Linked DNA regions of Gossypium hirsutum: region 2 is linked to region 1. A link is a contact called in public Hi-C data. All regions are on one chromosome and are shown on one strand. The core of a region is the stretch at or near the end of the contact, and the rest is flanking DNA. Distances in the headings are between cores, read along the strand shown. Region 1 has its middle 10 kb from the start of LOC107958993. Region 2 holds the start of LOC107898106 (ethylene-responsive transcription factor ERF060-like).

The links. Hi-C and Micro-C count contacts between places; a contact is called where the count stands out from the background.
Region 2: a contact with region 1 is called in a Hi-C map of leaf, with 2.0 times the contacts expected there. The contact joins the promoter of LOC107898106 here to the enhancer-like site in region 1. A contact is called at or near these places in 2 of 34 Hi-C or Micro-C datasets (callus and leaf).

The regions. Positions count from the first base shown.
Region 1 is chrA11:43,818,495-43,824,215 of Gossypium_hirsutum_v2.1, forward strand. No RefSeq gene overlaps it. Among protein-coding and RNA genes, the nearest start is that of LOC107958993, 10 kb to the left of the region's middle. Within about 2 kb of position 4,462, at least 3 of the 9 cell types and tissues checked have an H3K27ac peak or open chromatin away from gene starts, as enhancers often do. A contact at or near this core is called in leaf, where this site is marked.
Region 2 is chrA11:43,933,125-43,938,856 of Gossypium_hirsutum_v2.1, forward strand. It overlaps LOC107898106 (ethylene-responsive transcription factor ERF060-like), which reads left to right and starts at 1,921. Exons shown (of 1, transcript NM_001326854.2): 1 at 1,921-3,669. The coding sequence starts at 2,328. The coding sequence ends at 3,383.

The DNA of each region.
Region 1 (5,721 bases), core at 3,212-5,711:
AATATTATTATGCTAAACTTTTGCTTTGCCATTCCTAAGTCCTGGGATCCAAGCTTCATTCCAGATGTTGATCGACTTTCAATTCCCCACTCTCTATCCCATTCCTTCCTCCAAAAGTTTCCTCGCACTCCAAATACTTCTCTAGGTAAACGTAAGGTGGGATCCTAACCTCCCATTCATAAAATCAATATGCGGAAAATAATTTGCTTTCATAACAGGCGCAAATAAGCAATCTGGTTTCATAATTAATCTCCACCCTTGTTTTGCAAGTAAAATTATATTAAACTTCGCGAAATCCCTAAAACCTAACCCTCCTTGATCTTTCGGTTTACACATTTTTTCCTATCACACCAATGAATTCCCTTCCCTATTTTAGAATTTCTCCACCAAAATTGGCTAATAATATTTTCAAACTGACGACATAGTGAACCGGGAAATAAGAAACATTGTATAGTATAAACTGGAAAGGCTTGTAATATAGCTTTAATAAAAATTTCTTTTCCTCCAAGAGATAACTGACGAACACTCTAACTTTTAATACGTTTAATAAATCTATCTCTGAAACTTGCAAATGCCTCCTTTTGTCGCCTTCCAGTCATAGTCAATAGACCCAAATATCTCTCTAGATTACTCGAAACCCTTACCTCAAGAATCACTCCGATCTACTCCTGCCTATCAATTTGAATATTACTACTGAAACAAAATCAGTGATTTCTTAAAATTAATCGACTGCCCTAAAATCCTTTCATATTCATTCACAACTGTTTTAATAGCACTTGCACCCTCCAAACTTGCTTTCCAAAATAATATACTATCATCAACAAAGAAAAGATGAGTTAAAGTAAGTCCTCCTCTCCCCATCCTTACGCCTTTAATAGCTCCCTCTCTTTTTGCTAATTGAATGAGTGAAGGAAAACCCTCTACACAGATAAGAAATAAGTATGGACTTAAAGGGTCCCCTTGTCTCAAACCTCTTGAAGGCTTAAAATTTTCTCCTCTAATCCCATTAAATAGAACCGAATATTCCACCAATCGGATGTACCCCATTACAAGATTTAGCCATTCATCACAAAAACTCATTTGTTTCATTACTTGTTCAATAAAATTCCATTCAACCCTATCATAGGCCTTGCTCATATACAATTTTAATGCAAAATATCCCCTATTTCCTTCTATTTTTTTGTTTTAATGTTTGTAAAACCTCATAGGCAATGATCACATTATCTATGATTTGTCGTCCAAGAACAAAAGCTGCTTGCGCCTCATCAATGCATTTGTCCAACAATTTTAAATTTGTTTACAATTGTTTTGGATATGATTTTATACACCACATTACATAAACTAATCGGCCTGAATTGTGTCATGCAGTTTGGGGAATCAACTTTTGGAATAAGCACTATACTAGTATAGTTAATAATGCTGAACTCCTTTTTCCTATTAAGAATTTCTAAACAGAACTTTGTAACCTCCTCCCCCACAATATGCCAATACTTGTGGAAAAAAAGGGCTGGGAAACCGTCCATACCTAAAGCTTTCAGTGGAGCAATACCTTTAACTGCCATTAGAATTTCCTTGGGTTTAAACTCCTTGATAAGCTCGGCATTCATATTTTCTTGAATGCATATCGAAATTCCTGACAGTACGCTATCAGTGTTCCTCATATTTGAGGTTGTGAATAACTCTTTTAAAATGAATGTCATATTTTGAGAATGTCTAGTGCAATCAACGCATGTATTAGATTTATTTAAAAAGAAAAACATTACTATTGATAAATAGTGAATTGCACTAGACTTCCTTAAAGTATGACATTCGTTCTAAATTGGTCCCCAAACTTCAAAACATTCTAATGACATAGTTAAACTATCAATGTTATATCAATCAAGTCTTTCTATTATTAAAACATTAATTTAATCGTTAAATAACATGTCAAATCTTATGAGACATAATTTAAAATGAAAATTTCAAATAAAAGAAACACGTCACTACATAACTTTTAAAAGTTAAAACTAAAATAAAGTAAAATCGCAAAAGGAGAGAGTGAACAATAAAACTTTTGTAAAAGTTTCGAAAATCTCAAAACTAAGATTTTTACAATTTTCATTTTAAACTATGCCACATGAGATTCGGCATCTCATTTAATTGCTAAATTAACAATTTTAATAACAAATTGACCTTATTGATATAACATTGATAGTTTGAAGATGTAATTAGAATGTTTAATGCATAATGCAATTAACTCCTAATACATCTATATATATATATTAATAGGAAGCCTTTGACTATGGGTGTGTTTGATAAAAACTTTGTTGAAAAAATCCCAAAAGATCATTTTTAATAGGGTAAACTATACTGGTAGCCACTCAACTATCATGTTGTTTTTTTTTGTCACTCAACTATGAAAAGTTACGAATCAGTCACGTAACTATTCATTTTTTTTCCTTTTTAGTCATATGTTGTTAAATGGTTAATGGAAAGATGACATGGCAACTTTTGAAATTGGCATTATAACAAATTTAATCCATAGTATTTACACATTGTGTCAATTTATTCTTAATTTTTGAAAATTTAGTGCTCAACGTTTATAAACTAGACAATCCTCAAATACCTTGCTTTCCTTATACTTCAAATGACTAAGAACTTGATATCTTCCAATGATAATTAATCCATTTTTTGTTAGCTTGAGCTAGCCATTGATGAAGCAAATCAAAGCTCTTTTTTTTTTAAAGTTGTTAGACTTACAATTAGATTAAATTAATGAAGTGGGTATTTTTTTTTAAAATTTTCAAGTAATTGAATTAGGTATCAGAATTTGGGTTGTTTTGTTTCTTGTTGTTGTTCATTTTTAAATTGAATAAAATGCAAGGACAATGTCAAAAAATGCTACAAAGAAAAATAAAATTGCAAAATGATCAAATTACACACTATTTAAGCGTTAAGGATTTAATTTATTTTAGAATCTACTAAATTAGCCGAATAAATAAATGTTGAAGGTTAAAATTGTTATTATGTCAATTTTAAAAGCTATCGTATTAAGTTTTTGTTAGCCATTTAACAACTGGTGACAAAAAAAAATTAAATAATTATATAAAATTTTATAATTTTTCATAATTGAGCTAAAAAAAGAAACTTACATAATAAGTGACTATAGTATAATTTTCTATTTTTATTATATTACAATATATTTATATATTTATTTATCTATATTAATATAATAACTTTAATTCAGCATCTAATTGTGCCACAATTTACTTGTGAAACATTCAAAGACTTTTTAAATAAATAAAATATTAATATAAAATATATGTGATTTTAAATAGTTTATATAAAGTTTTTGTAAAAAGAATTACTTAAAAAACATTATATCAATGTTTGATCTTAAGGTACCTGTAACTATAACTCAACCAATACTACAGTATAAATGATGTATCTAAAAACAATTGAAAAAGAAAAGCAGAAAGAGAGAGTAGAGTACGCGAATGCGAATGCAAATGCAAGGGCTGAAAGTTATGTCCACGTAAGAAACGACGTGTAAGCGCGTCAAAGTAGGTCCCATGCCTTACTTACGTACATACCCACATCCTTTCACATGATCCAACATTTAATTATTTCAATTTCAGTGGCTTTGGAAATTGGGAATTGAGGAATATAATATATATTTTCTTTTGAAAGAATTGAGGAATATAATATAATATAATATGGGATCTTTTTTTCGCTTCCTTTTTACGCAACTATTAACTCCTTTCATTTCTCAACGTTTTTACTGTTCATTTATTTCAACCTTATCCCTGCTTGCTTTACAATTCTTGAATCATGGTGTTTAGACGCTTTTTTATTTATTTATAATTTTAAAAATTTTGGTTACTCCAATTTATTTTTATTTAGGGTGGTATTTAAAAGCTTAAAATATGCGGTTTGTTTTTGTATTTTTTTAAATTTTAAAATTTAGTATTTTTATTTTTACTTTTAAAAATTTAATTTTTTTAGATTATTAATACTGTTAAAATTATTTTATTAAATTTATTGATATAATATTTTAAAATAAAAAATATTTAACAATTATGTAAAAGGCTATAAAATTTCTTTTATCAAATAAAATTTAAAAACTCAAATCTTAAAATTAATATAAAAAAAAAATTATAAAAAAAAGTTGAAAAATTCAATCAAAACTAACCGATCTCAACCCTAAATGAGATGCCCTTACTTTAGAAGGTAATAGTTTCCCTTCACCAAAATTAATTTAAAATATCTGTATAATATAAACCTATGGGTATCCCATCCAAAATATTCATGAGGCTGGAAGGAATAGATGCACTCATCGAAATGTGTGATGCAGCGAACTCAAGTCAGCCCTTTTTTATTCTTTTATATATTTTAGTTTTAAAATTGTGTATAAAACCAACCTTTGAGATATGTGAAGAATCCAATGCTTATATTTTGGCTTTCCTCCAAAATAATTCCCAACAATCTTTTCTCAAAAGTTCTCTCTCAACCTGGCGCCGCAATTGACGTTATCTTCACCTATCCCTATCTCTATCCTGTTGGCTACCTGTATTTCGTCATCGCCAATGATTTCACCTATAAATAATATTAAAATGTAAAAAAATTATGAGGTCTAAATTTTTTATATTTAAGTTACATCTTGAATTTATAACGATTTTTATATTAAGATCTGATTTTTTTTTATCTAAATTAAGTTTTAAATTGGATAAATTTTTCATATATTAGGATTGTAAAGTTTACACCTTAACGGAAACTATTGTTAAATTTAGATTTAACTTTGATAAAAAAATTCAAGCTCCAATGTAAAAAATATTGTTTAAGTTCAAGCTTTAATATAAAAACATCAGAATTTAATTTAGACAAAAAAATATTTAAATCTTTATGTGAAAAAAGTTGTCAAATTTAAATTCTAAATAATGATTTTAACCCAAATCAAACGTGGTTGCGATAATAAAGTTGAGATTTTTTTACATATTAATGATATAGATTTAGATCTTATCATTTATAATATTTCATTGATTTAATTTAAAATGTTAAAAAATAAAAATACTCTTATAAAATATACTTTATTTCAAATATGTAAAAGTAGTTTAATAAATTTTTTAATAAATTTAATATTTAATTAACTTGTAATATTACTCGATCAACAATTTAGATAATTATATAAATGATGTTGGTATATGTATGATTTTAGTGTATATTTAATCTATATTAAAAATATAAAAAAAATACATAAAACGTTGAAGGAATAAAATAGTAATTATCGAAGATGGTAGATTCGGAATGAAGTATTCGTTCACCAAACCTATTCTGCTCCACCACTTTTATCAACCTTTAATGAAGTCCTAAATCAATGAATTTAATGTGAAATTCATGAAGTGAATCAAGTAATTCTCTCGGTTTAGTTTTATAATATTATAAAATCTCAACATATCATCTTAATTAAAACAATAGAAAAAATGAAATATCAATATTATGAAAAATATACCACTTAAACAGCTTTGTGTTTTTTTGGTAACAAGATGTAAAAAGCATCAATTATCAGCAAATAATAGGGTCAGAGTTATGTAACAAGATAGTTTTTGTCTATTTGATCATTAATCAATACAAGGGTAACATGAAAAATTCTCACACTAATGAGAAAACCTTTCATCAAATCAGCTAAAGAGTCCGTAGCAAAATTCACCTTATTAGGTACTTAATGAGTACTCTGTACTCATG
Region 2 (5,732 bases), core at 671-3,170, 110 kb after region 1:
TTATATGTTTTTAAGCTCAATAGATGAGGTGACTTTTAATTTTCATTTCCTTTCTTATCATTATTTTATCTCGTAATAATAGAGTTGGAATATGAGTTCAAATACGAGAAGTATGTGTTTTAAATAAATAAATTTTATTGCTTTAGTTCTTCTATCTATTAATTCATAATATATTTAAAAATTCTTAATTGAATTAGTCTTACAAATTTAATTAGAAAAATTATAAAATATCTTTTCATATTTAAAATAATTTATATTAATATAAGAGTGTTTTTACTTTTTTTTTTAATAAAACTAACAAAATATTTTACATTTAGATAGGTCTGAATCCATACAACACATTTATAAAAAGTTCAACTCTATCACTTTAACTAAAATAGTATTATTATTATGTACATTTTTATATTATTATGCAAATTTTTTCGTCCACATCCTTTATTTCACTATAAACCGAAAATCAACTTAATTATGAATTTATTAAAAGAAAATTACTTTTTCGAAGAATGGAAATATTTATTTTTGGATACTTATGTCTTTATTTTGATAGATCTATAAAAATATATACATGTATCAAAATTCAAATTCATATCATCTTAATATTCACTCTCTCCATTTTACCATTTCAACCAAAGTCAATATTTAATTTTTATGTAAATTTTTAAATTAATATATTATATAATTGTTTTTACTAACATTATAAATGTATCATAATCTAGTTATATTTTAAGAGATTAAATAATCACTTAAATGGATTTTTATTAATATTGTTAACAATTTTATACAAATATGAAAACATTGATCTTATAATATGAAAATAAAACTATAATTATCTCAGTTCCCACTAAACATTGTAAAATATATAAAAAGTAAAAATAAATTTAGTTCTTAAGGTTTATATTTTTTTTTTATCAATTTAGCCTTTATTCTTTCTCTTTTTAACTAAATTTGGCTGTATGTAACGGTAACAAATAATTTAATAATTATAAAAAACTCAAAAAATATATAATAAAATAACTCAAAATTCTAAAAAAAATGTTCATAATAATTTAAAAAATTAGTATAAAATATACGTGGATTGCTATACAAGTTATGTCTAAAAATATAACATTTTAGTCAATATTTTCGTTAAAAAAATAATAATTTGAGTATTTTTAAAAGATTAATGATCACATTCAACTCTTTTAAAAGATTAAAAACTAAATTTAATTCAAAAAAAATAAATAATAATCAAAATGACAAAAAATATAAACATTAAAAATTAAAATTTTCATTATACCATAATAAAATTACTAACTTCATATTATAAAACTTATAATAATTTATTTTTACATATATAAAACTGTGATTTGAAATTCTCATTAGACATATATTTCATACTATTTTAAATTGTGTTTTCTTTTTGTGTAAATTTATTTTGTGTCACTTGATCGCACCTAATATTGTATAGAAAACTTGTAAAAAAAAAATTAGAGACCGTGTAGCCACCGTTTCAGAGCATCTAAAAGGTGCGGACCACAAAAGGCACCTATTTTGCTTTATGAATATGAAATTCCATCAGGCAGGTCAGCCTTTGCCGCCAATCAAACACAACAGGACAAAAAAGATGCATTAAACTGTAAAAGGCTAACCCCAGCACAGTCAACCAAATTTTCACCAATCATAGTAAGACACGTATAAAACTACCCTTCGCTGGCTGACACCTGCCGGTTAACGTTTCAAGTAAATGGCGAACCCCCATTGGAGCCCAGTAACTTCCTTTCCCCACCGAATAAAGGCATTGTTAGGCATCCTTGAAAGTTGACGAGAAGGAAGGTGATAAATTAATTTAATTAATTAATTAAAAAATCTAAAGGGATTTGAGAGAGAAGCACATGGGTAGAGGGTTATATAAATAGAGATAAGGTGACCCTGGAAATGCATGAGAGTAAAACACCAAGGTGAGGCCACTCCAGAAAATAAAATAAAAAATTGAGAGTTTTCAGAATTTTCAACACTGTTCGAGCATTTTCAGATTTCTTCTTAATCCCCCCCTTTTCTGTAACTCCCCGCTTCTCTGAATCCCTTTCTGTAATCGTCTGTCTTTCAAGCCGAAAAAGTTTCTGTCAAGAACAAACCTAAACTATCATAGCAGGTGTTTTTGGTTTTTCTGAAAGCCAGGTGATCCCAGAATAGAGATCCAGATTTTTTTTTTGTTTTGTTTTTTATTATTTATTATCATCAGCTAAGAGGGTTTATTTTTGGTCCCTCAAGGTTGTTTTTTATTAATCAAACTAGTACCTGTTCTTTAGTTTTGGTTAAGATACAGGTTTTTTACCTAGTTATTGAATATGGCAGCAGCTATAGATATGTATAATAGCAATAGCAACAGTTCAGTTTTCTCAGATCCTTTTAGTGCGGAGTTGATGAAAGCGCTTGAACCTTTTATGAAAAGTGCTTCATCTACCTCTCCTTTATCTTCTTCTTCTTCTTATTCACAGTCTAACCTGTATCCTGAATTTTGCTCCCCATGGAGAACCCATTTGTGCTCAGAACAAGGGTTCTGTAACTATCAAAACTTGATGGGTTTTGAGCAAACAGGTTCAATTGGGCTAAACCAACTCACCCCTTCTCAAATCCTCCAAATCCAAGCTCAAATCTATCAACAGCAACAGCAGCAGCAGGAGGTTGCTTCCAAGTCTACGACCGCATCCCTAAAAAACCAAAGGTTCAACTTTCTTTCCCCAAAAGCTGTACCCATGAAACATGTGTCTTCCACCCCTCCAAAGCCTACCAAGCTGTACAGAGGGGTGAGACAGAGGCACTGGGGCAAATGGGTAGCTGAAATCAGACTCCCCAAGAACCGAACTCGCCTTTGGCTTGGCACTTTCGATACAGCAGAAGAAGCAGCTTTGGCTTATGACAAGGCTGCCTATAAGCTTAGAGGAGAGTTTGCCAGGCTCAACTTCCCCCACCTCAAGCACCAAGGAGCTCATATTTCTGGAGAATTTGGTGACTACAAGCCCCTCCATTCTGCAGTTGATGCAAAGCTACAAGCTATCTGCCAGAGCTTGCAGAAACAAGAGAATTCAGGAAAGGCCTGTTCTGTTCCCGATTCAAATCCCAAGGTTGAGTTTGATTACCCTGTGAAGCGTGAGGAGTTTGATCAGTCTCCAAGATTTGCTAGTCCTAAAGTTGAGATGAACTCGCTGTCATCATCATCATCCTCACCCTCATCCCCGGATTTATCCGATGAGTCATTGGCAGGATCTTCTTCACCAGAATCTGATATCACTTTCTTCGATTTCTCTGATTCAAAGTGGGATGACAACGAAATTTTCGGTTTGGAAAAGTACCCTTCAGTGGAAATTGATTGGGAAGCCATTAGGGAACTATCTGAGTCTTAAAAAAAAAAATTACAGCTACTATCATGTAATCTTATTGTAATTTCTTAGGTCAAGTATCTTTTGTTTGGTTATGTAGGTCTTTTAAGTGGGTCTGCAGTTATCTCTACAATGAAATTTTTGACATTTGTAGAGGGTATTTAGGTGTCAGTTTAGAATCTGTATGTTGTTAATATGTGTAACAGAGAGGCATCTCCTCCTAGACTGCTCTTGCTGGTACCTTTTTTTCCTAGCAATGGCTTTTGGAGAGCTTCAAGTTTATGTTTATTTGCATCATTATTGGAGGTCGACTGTAAAGCTTTCTTTCGAATATGTCTATATATTTATATTATTTATAGTTAACGTACTTTTTTGTTCTTTAATTTTTATATTTTTATGCAAATGTAAATGGTTTGCATGTGATGGTGTTCGATTCTGGTTCTTCACGCGTTGGTTCCCTTGATAATCTATCTGTTAAGACATCATTCATTGTCTCTTAAACAGTGCAAATCAAACAAAATTTTGATGTAATCTATGAAATGGTGCCATATTACATAAATCAGAATAAAGCAATCGAAACCAATTGATTCCATTGTTTTATAATTGTTATCTGATTGTGGTTTATAGTGGAGAATTGTTCAGGTTCTAACCTGTCTAGGCAATGTGCTTCCCATTGAACCTTTTTAGGTTGCTTTCTAATTTGTCAACACATTTTTTATTATTTTTAATTATATATTTTTTAAAAATTATCATTCATGTATGTTTCATGATTTATAAAAATTAAACTTTTTAGAGTTGGTGATTATTTTTTTAACAATATTATTTTTCAAGTTTTAATGTAATTTTTTTCTCCTTATTATTACATATAATAATTTTTGTTTTAATTATATTTTTATTAATGGGTGCATATACAACAAATTAGTATAATTTTTAGTATTAGTTGCAGTATTTGAGGTGTTTTTATTTGACTTGCAAAATTATTCAAATGTGAGGGGATGGACGCTTGGGATTAACTTTTTTAAATTTAGCTGGAGTTTATTATTATTATTATTTTGAATTAAAGCTTGGGATTATTTTTAAAAATAAAAAGTCACAAAAAGCAGTTTCATTCATCATAAAGAATCAGCAATGAGAAAATCATGAAACTTGTGGGATAATCCACACCGAAACGAGTTTCATGTGTAGTTAACACAAGCCTATGCGACTAATCATGTTGGCAACCTTATTAACTTACCTACTGGTAAAATGAAAGTTTAAAAGTATTAAAGTTCTAAAACACATAGGCAAATGGGGCCAAGAGAGTTAAATTCAATGCAACATGTAGAAATTTCGAAATTACCAAGAGAGAATTAAATTATAGTGTCACTAAAGTTCGAGTCCCGCCCAAGCTCAAGGTCCATTTGCATTGCGTAGGCCTCCGCCTAGGTAGTGTCCCAACAATTAGGAAATGATGTGCTAAACCTTTGAGTACTAGGCCATCCTCATCATGTACAATACATCTTAAATCAGCTGCTCGTACCTCAAGCATCATTTATAACAGTCTGATTTCTAATGATGTCATAAAATTTAATTTTAGATCAAATTAATTTAATTGAGTTAATAGATAATTAAAATAGAATAATTAAATGTTGAGTAAGGAATTGAGGGGTTGAATTAGTGAGTGTGATTGAATTAAATTGATTATTAAAAATACTAGGACTAAAATTTGTATATATATGTAAGATAAGTGGGAGAGAGAAGATTTTCTTCTTCACTCTCTTCCACCGTACACCAAGGAAAGAAAGAAACAAATTTCCATTCATTTCTCCATTCTTGTCCACTAGCTTGCTTGAAGAAGGTGAGTTTTAGTTTGAATTTTTACCAGGAAATTGTTTAGGAATGTTAGATAATACTAGCCTATGCCTTAGATTATGTAATTGGTGAGGTTTAATTAAGTTATTATTATTATTGAAGAACCTTACAAAAATTAGATATTAGGAATTTGATTCATGCATGAGTAATTTTTGATAAAATCATGAGCAATTCAAGCTTAAACCATTTGATAAATTAGATATTATTGACTAAATTGTAAGGGATATAAACTTTGAGGGTTGATAACAAATAATGGTTGTAGGTGGTGTAACACCCTTAACCTATATCCATCGCTGGAATAGGGTCACAGAGCATTACCGAAAACTTTTAACTTAAAACATTCAATTACAATCATTTATAAAATACATCACATTCCATTCAAACACATGTATAACGTCTCTTTTTCAAGCCCTCAAGGCCTTAGAAACACTTTAGAAATGATTCAGGACTAAATCAAAAACATTTAAAACTTCATGGCAAAAGATAAAAAAATTCATACTATAGGGGTCACACGGTAAGACA